Regions from separate parts of the Hordeum vulgare genome. Here region 2 is linked to region 1. A link is a contact called in public Hi-C data. All regions are on one chromosome and are shown on one strand. Each heading gives the region's core, a stretch centred on a gene start, on an enhancer-like site or on the middle of the called end of the contact. The rest is flanking DNA. Distances are from core to core; before and after follow the strand shown.

Region 1 (5,643 bases), core at 1,267-3,766:
ACTAAAACCTCTCTCACGAGCAAAACGTGATCACACCCCAGAACTAGATGGGTGTTGGATTCGTTGAAATCACATGGTGATGTGAACTAGATTATTGACTCTAGTGCAAGTGGGAGACTGTTGGAAATATACCCTAGAGGCAATAATAAATTGGTTATTATTATATTTCTTTGTTCATAATAATCGTTTATTATCCATGCTAGAATTGTATTGATTGGAAACTCAAATACATGTGTGGATACATAGACAAACACACTGTCCCTAGTGAGCCTCTAGTTGACTAGTTCGTTGATCAAAGATGGTCAAGGTTTCCTGGCCATAGACAAGCGTTGTCACTTGATAACGGGATCACATCATTAGGAGAATCATGTGATGGACAAGACCCAAATTATATACGTATCATATGGATCGTGTCATTTTATTGCTATTGTTTTCTGCGTGTCAAGTATTTGTTCCTATGACCATGAGATCATATAACTCACTGGCACTGGAGGAATACCTTGTGTGTATCAAACGTCACAATGTAACTGGGTGACTATAAAGGTGCTCTACGGGTATCTCCGAAGGTGTCCGTTGAGTTAGTATGGATCAAGACTGGGATTTGTCACTTCGTGTGACGGAGAGGTATCTCAGGGCCCACTCGGTAATACAACATCACACACAAGCCTTGCAAGCAATGTGACTAAGTGTAAGTCGCTGGATCTTGTATTACGGAACGAGTAAAGAGACTTGCTGATAACGAGATCGAAATAGGTATGCGGATACTGATGATCGAATCTCGGGCAAGTAACATACCGAAGGACAAAGGAAATGACATACGGGATTATATGAATCCTTGACACTGAGGTTCAACCGATAAGATGTTCAGAGAATATGTAGGATCCAATATGGGCATCCAGGTCCCGCTATTGGATATTGACCGAGGAGTACCTCGGGGCATGTCTGCATAGTTCTTGAACCCCCAGGGTCTGCACACTTAAGGTTCGATGATGTTTTAGTATAGTTGAGTTATATGTGTGGTTACCGAATGTTGTTTGGAGTCCCGGATGAGATCACAGACGTCACGAGGGTTTCCGGAATGGTCAGGAAACGAAGATTGATATATATGATGGTTTCATTTGGTTACCGGAAGGTTTTCACGCATTACCGGGAATGTACCGGGACTGACGAATGGGTTCCAGAAGTTCACCGGGAGGGGGCAACCCACCCGGGGGAAGCCCAATGGCCCTAGGGGTGGCGCACCAACCCTTAGTGGGCTGGTGGGACAGCCCAAGAGGGCCTAGGCGCCATAAAGAGAAAACCAAAGAAAGAAAGAAAAAAAAGGGGAGGTGGGAAGGAAGAGAAGGACTCCACTTTCCAATCCTATTTTGAGTAGGATTGGAGTAGGAATCCTACTCTCCTCCAGGCCGGCGCCCTCTTGGGACTTGGTCCTCAAGGCAGGCCTCTTCCCCCTCCCTCCTATATATAGTGGTGATTTAGGGCTGATTTGAGACAACTTTTGCCATGTGCAACTCAGATCTAGACACCATAGTTCTTCCTCTAGATCGTATTTCTGCGGAGCTCGGGCGGAGCCCTGCATGAATAGATCCTCACCACCACCGGAGCATCGTCACGCTGCCGGAGAACTCATCTACTTCTCCGTCTTGCTTGCTGGATCAAGAAGGCCGAGATCATCGTCGAGTTGTACGTGTGCTGAACGCGGAGGTGCCGTCCGTTCGGCACTAGATCGGAACGGGTCATGAGACGGATCGCAAGACGGTTCGTGAGACGGATCGCGGGACGGATCGGGGGATGGATCGCGGGACGGTTCGTGGGGCGGTTCGAGGGACGTGAAGACGTTCCACTACATCAACCGCGTTTCTTAACGCTTCCTGCTGTGCGATCTACAAGGATACGTAGATCGAAATCTCCTCTCGTAGATGGACATCACCATGATAGGTCTTCGTGCGCGTAAGAATTTTTTTGTTTCCCATGCGACGTTTTCCAACAATACCGACCTGGGCTTGGAATGTTGGATGCTTTGAAAGCAACATAATGCCAGGATCTTTTAACTCACGTACTATTTGTAATGTGTGGGACACGATCAAGCTCAAGAAAAATGAGATCCATGGGCAACGTCATCGGCCGGGCCGGGGAGCTTGACCAATGAGATCCATTTTTGAGGACCTTAGACTATGGGTGTGAGCTAGGAGATTGGGAGCCTCCACGTTTAGTGAGTGACCGCCTAGCAGTTTAGGAGTGGAGTGAGTGTAGGTTACCATTGAGGGGTGACCTTTGTTCCTGTAAAATCTTTTTATCTGTCTTTTATAGGGCTATAAGATACGTCTTTGAGTATTCTCGAAAAAAAAAATCATCATGAAAAACTGCTCAGTTGAAATGCAAGAACTTGGATATTCTTTTACAGACAGTGGTCTAAACTCATGGCGTACGTGGCCGTCAGACCAGAAGACCAAAAGAAAAAAAAGAAAAAGAAGAAGAAGACCAGATTCAGGTCTCTGGTTGGTTGCCAAGCTTGGTCGTCCGAAGCTCCCGTGCGGTTTACTGCTCTGCTCCCGTGCTCTGATCTGCTGCGCTGCGAGTTCCTTTCCCTTTCGTTTCCCCGCTCCCTCCAGTCCGAAGCTACCAGCGAAGCGGCAGAGCCCAGCGCGAGCACCAACTCCCAGCCCCAGATCTCCCACCCCCACCGACCGCCGATGAGCCCGTCCACCTAGCCGGACACGCCCCGCCCTAATGTCGTCGTCGGCGGGCGATGCCGAGGCCGATCCCCTCGGCGGCGCCTCCCCGGCCGGCCGCGTGCTCGGCCGCGCCCTCGACAAGGTCATCAAGCACTCCTCCTGGCGCAAGCACTCGGCGCTCGTCTCTGCCTGCAAGTCCGCCATCGACCTCCTCTCCGCCGCCTCCTCAGCCCCCGCCCCCGACGCCGAGCCGTCCGCCTCGCCCATCCCCGGCCTCCCCGCCCCCGTCGCCGAGGCCGCGCTCCAGGCGCTCCTCCTCGCCCTCGATCCCGGCTCCCCCAAGGTCGCCGAGCCCGCCCTCGACTGCGTCGCCAGCCTCCTCTCCCTCCGCCTCCTCCTCGGCGACGTCGCCCCCGCCGACCCCTCGCCGGTCTCCAGGCTCTTCGCCGCGGTCCTCTCCTGCGGCGGCCTCGGCGACGACGCCCTCGAGCTCGCCGCGCTCCGGGTGCTCGTCGCCTTCGCGCGCTGCCCCTCGGTCTCCGTCCGCGGCGAGTGCCTGGGCCAGATGGTGAGGGCGTGCTATAACCTGTACCTCGGGAGCGCCAGCGGCGGGAACCAGCTCTGCGCCAAGCTGGCGCTCGCGCAGGTGCTGGTCGTCGTGTTCGCGCGCGTGGAGGCGGACGCCATGGACGTCCGCGTGCGCACCGTCTCAGCTGCCGACATGATGGACCTCTCCGACCGCAGCCTCAACGACTCCAGCGTCGTGCAGGCGGCGCAGACGTTCATAAATGAGGCGATGGAGGGGAGCGACGCGCCAGAGGAGGCCGCGCATGTGCCGGACGAGGATGAGAGCATGAGCAGGATCAGGGAGGATGGACTGGCGTTGTTCAAAAACCTCTGCAAACTGTCCATGAAGTTCGCCACGCCGGATAACCCGGATGATCCAGTACTTCTCCGGGGGAAGGTGTTATCACTTGAGCTACTTAGGATGGTCGTTGACAATGCCGGACCGTTCTGGAAGACAAATGAGAAGTATGCACACATAGCTATGCTTCTTCTGATTATATACATGAGAATTTATTGCATTCCCTCTTTCCATAAATATTATTGTTCCAGTGAGTCCTAACATACCAAAATGATAGGGGTAGGGGAGGGAGTTAAAATGGACAATGGAGTAAACTTTACTTGCCAACAGTGAGAGTGTTAAAAATCCAGGAGAGTAGCTTGCCATTTTTTCTATATAGATGACCTCTGTCCGTGTAATCTGCTCGATCGATTGCCATTAGCAGTGTCAAAAAACGGTTCTAATCCAACCCGTGAAAACCACTTGTCATTTTTACTGACTCTCGCATGCTGTATGAGGTTAACGAAAGAAAATGAACTGCAACACTGATCGGTGATTTTTCCACTGTTCGTGTTCAAATCATGGTTGAACACTCCTAACTGCCATATGGGTTGGTTACATGAGGATTTGGCTGATGGAGAAACCATTGGCACTTGTTCCGCGAATTTGTTTGTGTTTGGAACTTTGGATGATATATTTGTAGCTCTAGATAATTGAGGAATTCATGAACATGTATTGATATTTGATGTTCCTTTGTACTGAAGCCTGAACCTCATGTTAGTACTGATGAATAATGAATCGGATTATCCGGTGTCAAGCCTGTATTGCAGTAATTTCTAATTCAATTCGTTGTGGTACTCCCAACAAAGAATGCATGCAAAAGGTCGTTAAGGACACCAAGCAGGTGGGTGAGAACTGAGAAACGAATATCATAGTTACATAGCCTATGCATTGATAACAGTCAGTGATGGAGCGGGGTTGATGATGCCACTTGTCAGTTGAAACTAACAAAATCATCATTACTGCTGATTAATAATCTAAAATTTACTATTTATTCATACCGAAATGTTTCATCTAATCATGCACCAAAATTTCCTTAATGGAAGCTGGTTAAGTCATTTGATCATTTCAAATGAATTGAGCACGGGGTTCAACAGAATGGACATCCTACTAATATCAGTGTTTTTTCTTCTGCTTGTTCAGGTATCTTGAAGCAATTAAGCAGTACCTTTGTTTATCCTTGTTGAAGAACAGTGCCATGTCAGCAATGAGTGTTTTCCAGCTTTTGTGCTCCATTTTTATGGGTCTTCTGTTAAGGTTTAGATCTGGTTTGAAAGAGGAAATCGGAATATTTTTTCCTATGCTTGTCCTAAGGGTTCTTGAGAATGTCCTTCAGCCTAGCTTTTTGCAAAAAATGACAGTTCTAAACTTCCTGGAGAAGATTTGCAAAGAACCTCAGGTTATTATTGATATCTTTGTGAACTATGATTGTGATGTTGATGCACCAAACATTTTTGAAAGGTACGCTGGTTTTATTCTTGATGAAGATTTGCGCTGGTTAATAAGATTCATTTGTATTCTTAATTTCTTACCAAATATAGCGAACAGTCATTTGTATTCTTAATTTCTTACCAAATACTCCCTCCATCCCAAAATAATTGTCTCAACTTTGTATTAGCTCTAGTACAAAGTTGTATTAAGCTTAAGATATTTATTTTGGGACGGAGGGAGTATAAGATTCATTTGTATACAAAGGATACAATTCTAGATGTGCAATTTCTACTGGAAAAATATGGCATTCTCTTTCTAATTTCACAGCAAAGCAATTTAATTCCACTGCTGTTCACAGGATTGTCAACGGACTACTTAAGACTGCTTTAGGTGTCCCCGATGGATCAACAACGACACTAACTATTGCACAAGACCAAACATTTCGAATTGAATCTGTCAAGTGCCTTGCAACTGTTATTAAGTCAATGGGTTCATGGATGGACCAGCAACTGAGAATTGGTGAAACTCTCCCTATAATTTCTGAATTACTAAGTTCAGCGGACAATCATAATATCCATAATGGGGAAGAAGGGACAGGAATGGATTATGATCTGCAATCTGAGTCTAATAGCT
Region 2 (5,643 bases), core at 787-3,286, 160 kb before region 1:
AACACATAGCATGCCTCTTTGGCCAGTTGTTAGTATTGGCATTTAATATATATTGTTGAACTCAAAGTTAATAATATGTTGCAGCTGACCCGGCTTGATATTTGAGAAATAATGAAAGCTTCCTAGCATTAAGAATTTTTTTCTTTTGCCTGTAGTTGTCATCTAAATCATTCTAGAACCAAAAAACAAGTTAGTAGTATTCGTTCTTGTCTAAGTATTTAGTTATCCTCTTATTAAGATATGCATAGTACTAATTCCCAGTTTTTGAACCTTATCTGATGTTTTCACACTTCATTTTTTCCTCAAATATTTATATTGTTCTTTCTACGTGATGGATGGGCACAAACGCACCTTATGTTATTGGTGCAGCGCTTGTGTGGGAGGCCTTGCAAATGCTATAGCAGCTGACTACCCAGTTTGGACATAGACGGGCATAGATTCCCAAAGCATTACAATCAAGGAGAGGAGGAAAGGCGTTGGACAACTTCCCTGTATTTTTCACCCATAAGTTTGCAACCTATTTTTTAAAATGGAAATGACTTGTGACACATTTTATTGAATATCAAAGTGAGTTACATGGTTGAACGCTGAAGACAAAACCCCTAGGGTTCTCAAGTGTCACACCACGATGCTTTACGCTTGATAAGCTTCCTTGCCTATCTGTGCTATGTTGCCCCTAGAGAATGGCTAAAGTACTAACCTTGAGGTACAATGTTTTTTCTTGGTCATGTCATTATAAATTACATGTTCTCAGTTTATCTCGAACCATTCTATAAACATAATTGTATTTATTATGAATGAATATTTATATCCACTTTGCACATTGTATCTTCAAATTTTCTTATGTAACTTACATTTCACAGTGCTATATATTTCTTAAATCACCTACCTTTCTTATTGTGAAAATGGACGGGCACAACAACGCGTGCCCACTATGATCTAGAAATTCTTATAGCCACTAATCTGCTCACGTCATTACTTATTGTACAATTTACCATCCTACAATAGTAGTACACTTTCTCCGGTGCTAATATGTTGATACCATGGTGACATCTTTAGCTCATGTTTAATCTTGCCAGAACTAAGCTGGTTTATAAAATTTAAATTCCCTCTGTATTTTCTCATTATGAATCTAATGCTTTATTGATTTGTTTTTGGCTTCGACATGTTCTACAACAATATACGTAATAGGAATATCTCTGAACCGTAGTTCTACTTTAGGATAAGCTGTAAGAAAGTGAGTGGGGCGGCACTGTCGTCGTTATCGATATACCCTTCCAGCTCGTAGGCGGTGTCCGCTGTAACTCCCATGGGTGGCCTTGCCGCCATCATCAGTTCTTCAACTTGCAAAGATGAAAAGCAGCATGAATCCAAGAAGGAACTTTTTTTTTTTTCAAGACTGATTTGTTTTTTGTATCTTCGCTCCAAGTTTGTATCTCCACCATGTTCACTTGGACAATGTTTATATGTACCTTCCAAGATCATCCAAGAAAATTAGACATTACGAAATCTTCATCGGATGTTTGATTCCATTTTTACAATAAAATAGATTAAATAGGCTATGACATTATCTTCTTTATTAAGAAGTTGTTCATCCAGTCGGCTGTCCTTCATCTCTAACATGTACCTATACAATTGTGATTTCTACTTGTTGTGCTCGAACTTCACATGACATCCACAAAAGATAATTGATAGGTTTGTATTCCCCTTTTCCTCTTTTCTTTAGAGATAATAAGGCGGTCATCGAATAATATGATTTCAAATTTTTATACTTACTTAAACTTCATATTTGTGAACACGTGCAGTTACTAGTCCTTTCAAAGTCCATCTCAGCAGGCAGCAGCCCAACGCAGCAAGACCGGCCCAAAGCCCCCACGAAAACCCAACGAGCCAACGTGGCGCCTCCGGTCCCTCCGATTGGCCAGGCCACGGCACCGCTCCGCGTGGGCCCCACTCAACCCCTCTGTGCTGTACCCCTCACCGTCGACTTCCACGAACCATCCTCCTCCTTCCCCACGAAGCAAAATAACCGAAGCACAAGCGTCCGCTATATAACAACCGGCAACCAGAGACCGTGACAAAATAGCACCTCACCCCACCCCACCCCATGGACGCCGACCTCGACCTGGACGCCCTCCTCGCCACCTTCGCCGCCGATTCCGCAGTCTCCGAGCTCCTCGCCCCGCCTCCGCATCTCGATGCGGAGGCGGGGTCGCCGGAGTCGGTGACCTCCCGGTCCAGCCCCGCCGGCGAGGAGGCGCTGTCGGAGATCGAGAGGTTTCTGATGCAGGAGGAGGAGGCGGCGGGGGTGGAGCCGGTGGACGGGATCAGCGTGGATGAGTTCATCGACGCCCTGTTCGACGGTGCGGAGGAGGGGGGCGAGAAGGGGAACGGGAGTGAGGCTGAGGCTGGGGGCAGCACTGATGGGGACTCTAGGAGGGGGGATGAAGAGGGGGTGGAGGTGGTGACGCCGGAGACGGAGGTTGATGGCGATGATCCCATCAGCAAAAAGAAGAGGAGGTATGCCAAATTTTGTTATTTGTCGCACGATATATCGTCTGTCATCTTGTTTGCCCGTAGAACTTACGAATTTACATCCAGCTTAAGGATCAATTATCTGGAGGGTCCTTGTCATAATTAACCTAATTCGGAGTAGTACTAAAATGCACAAAATTGTACAACAAACTATAAGTTTTTTTTAGGATATCTCTTAAGCTTTCAGATGTGTTGTTCTGTATGGTGAATGTTATTCATTGGAAGAAATTTTAATTAAATGAGGGCACTACAACTTTATAATTGCATAACTTGTCCGTTGTCATGTGGAGTTTGACCTTGGCTAAAAAGAGTCACATTTGGTACATCTCTTGGTTAAACGGAATGTTATTTTCTCTTGCTGAAAGATTCGTCTTAGAGTCAAAAAAAATCTTAACCAGATGACAAGTATCCAGTATTATTGTTTAAGTAGGAACGTTTGTGTTCTCAATTGCAAGGCTATTTGGGCCGTATAGCCTCATACAAGTTGGGTGTTTGTTCATTTGTCAGGCAAATGAGGAATAGGGATTCTGCCATGAAGTCGAGGGAGAGGAAAAAGTCATATGTTAAGGACTTGGAGACGAAGAGCAAGTATCTCGAGGCGGAGTGTCGCCGCCTCAGCTACGCACTTCAGTGCTGCGCAGCTGAGAACATGGCACTGCGCCAGAACATGTTGAAGGATAGGCCTATTGGTGCTCACACAGTCATGCAGGAGTCTGCCGTACTTATGGGTAAGATGCATCAAACATATATACTTCACCATAAGCTGAATGAACGAAATTCTCTTACTAATTGGTTTTCATTGCTCAAACATGCTGACAAATAACTAGTGCATTACTTCCTATACTGCAAGTATATCTAATGTTCTAACTTGAAATCATCGATATGATACATTCAAGCTTATTGAGTTATGCAACCCTCTTGCACTCAGAAAATCTCTACCGTTGGTGACATTGGATCGTTTCCACTGATTACAAATAATGGCTTAACTTAGTGAGCTGGATGGGTTCACATAGAGTTTGCATGAAATGAACCTGGATTGCTATAATCTTGCAAGATGGTCTGATCGTTTCTGCTGTGCTAAATACAATCATTTCCTTTTTGCAGAAACCCTGCCGTTGGTTTCCCTGCTTTGTCTAGTGAGCATCGTGTGCCTATTCCTAACGCCCGGTCTACCCAACCGAAGTCTGGTGGCTCCAAGGAGAGCCGAAAGAGATCTCGCAATGGTAGCCGGAAAGCCAAGCAGTGATCAACCAGAGACCTTGGAGCTTCTACTCCATGGAAGACGCTGGAGGGGCACAAGGGAGAGGATCAAGCTAGATATTCTGCCGTTGCGTGCAGCTGCTGCTTGCTAGACTAGTGACAGCTTATTCGCAAGTTTCCAGTATGTAGTGTAGTTATGTGTGTTCTCTTGCTGCAACCGTGGATTTATCCATGAGTACCTTTCTTCTCTCTCCGTCCCCTCTTGTTTTATGATCTTCTAATCAGATGCTAGTTTTGAAATCTGGCATTCCGTGTTACTTTATGTCTCTGGCGTAAGTTCGGGCACCCTCTGGGTTTATGTAACTATGTGAATCCTGTTTTGCCAATGCCAGAATGACGTTGATGTCAAATTCAAACCAAAGAAAGTTCACCAGTGAACTCACAAGTGAATGGCCACAAAATCTTGAGAGTAGTTGTCAAAAATACAGTAACGGCAAGCAGCTATATGGTTCATTTTGTGTAAGTGGAGGGTGTTTGCTCCAACATATGGCATCCAATCCGACGGCCTCACCTGTAGCAGTCCAGATTTTACGCAGTCCAGATTTTACGCGAGCGGACGCTGCGCGTGACGCCGTTTTACCAAGTGTGCTGAACCTTGCGTTTTACCAAGTGTGCTGAACCTTGTTTACCGCATGCGAGATTTTAGCATGGCTGCTGAAGCGCTAGTTTTGGTTGCGCGCGTTATATAGTTGTTTTTTCCAGCACGCTGCTTATCAAGCGTCTGCTAGAGATGCTTTAAATAGAACATTAGTGCTCCCTTCGTCCCAAATTCTTATCTTAAGTTTGTCTAGAAATGAATGTATTAAAAATACTAAAACGTGACTAGATACATTCATATCCAGAAGACAATTTTTTTTAGAACAGAGGAAGTATATAATAACGATTGTATATACTTGATCACCAGTTGTAAGTGGCGTGATAAATTGCAATTTGTCCAAACCTTCTGAAAACGGCATGTTTATTAGATTCATTTCCCTTTGATGATGTTCCTCTTCTCATTTAGCACTCTATATATTTCATTTTCTTCATGTTCATGCATCTGGACCCTATTCCAATTTCACATCATAATAATTCAAACTTTAATGTTCCTACCCCACACAATACATACATATTTTTTCCTACCCTCCAATGTGAGTGAACATCGTCAATTTTATTACTCATTCAAACATCATATATTTGAAAAAATATTTAGAAGACATTTTGTCGAGCACCTTCAAGGTGTCAATGGGAGCGGCCATTCAGAGCTATGTGGGGGAAGGATGCGAGACACGATATCGCGTCCGCGGTGGTCGGGGAAGCGACGTCAAGGATGGAAACATGCAACGGGTGAGGGCGTGTCAGAGGTGGCAAGGCACCAAATCTCAAGTTGTTGTTCTAAGCGCACGGCAGGCGACTCGGTCCTAGTAGACTCCCGGAATAACGATTTGAAGAGAAGAGGTGGGGAGCTAGGTGGAGGATGGGAGTGGATCACATGGGGTGGTAACATCCATTGTGTCGAAGAAGAGGCACGCTGACAGTGTGGCACGGGAGCCTCGGTGTGGCTAGGGGTGGGGAATGGGGCATGGAAAGGTCGCCATTGGGCAGCGGGTGGCACAAGCCATATAGTGTGGGGCGGGTGGGATTGAGGGCTAGATTGCACTACAGAACAAACGGTTTTCAGTGACAGTTCACTTGTGTAACGTAAAACCGATTTTGTCACTCAAAATGGTCAGGCGACAGTTTTTGGCCATCACACCCATCGTCACCGAAGCAATATCACGAAAATAAAATCTTGACGGTACCACTTTTTTGTGTCACCTAAGATCAGTGGCTTAGGTGACTAACCCTTTTTTGTCATGAATGACCATT

What was found. Hi-C and Micro-C count contacts between places; a contact is called where the count stands out from the background.
Region 2: a contact with region 1 is called in a Hi-C map of leaf, with 3 times the contacts expected there. The contact joins the promoter of LOC123409390 here to the promoter of LOC123413033 in region 1. A contact is called at or near these places in 2 of 6 Hi-C or Micro-C datasets (leaf and seedling) and 1 of 1 datasets of contacts at active chromatin or transcription factors (embryo).

The regions. Positions count from the first base shown.
Region 1 is chr7H:548,242,475-548,248,117 of MorexV3_pseudomolecules_assembly, reverse strand. It overlaps LOC123413033 (brefeldin A-inhibited guanine nucleotide-exchange protein 1-like), which reads left to right and starts at 2,516. Exons shown (of 12, transcript XR_006613664.1): 1 at 2,516-3,707; 2 at 4,723-5,040; 3 at 5,369-5,643.
Region 2 is chr7H:548,397,594-548,403,236 of MorexV3_pseudomolecules_assembly, reverse strand. It overlaps LOC123409390 (bZIP transcription factor 50), which reads left to right and starts at 2,036. Exons shown (of 3, transcript XM_045102312.1): 1 at 2,036-2,520; 2 at 3,043-3,263; 3 at 3,640-4,156. The coding sequence starts at 2,108. The coding sequence ends at 3,887.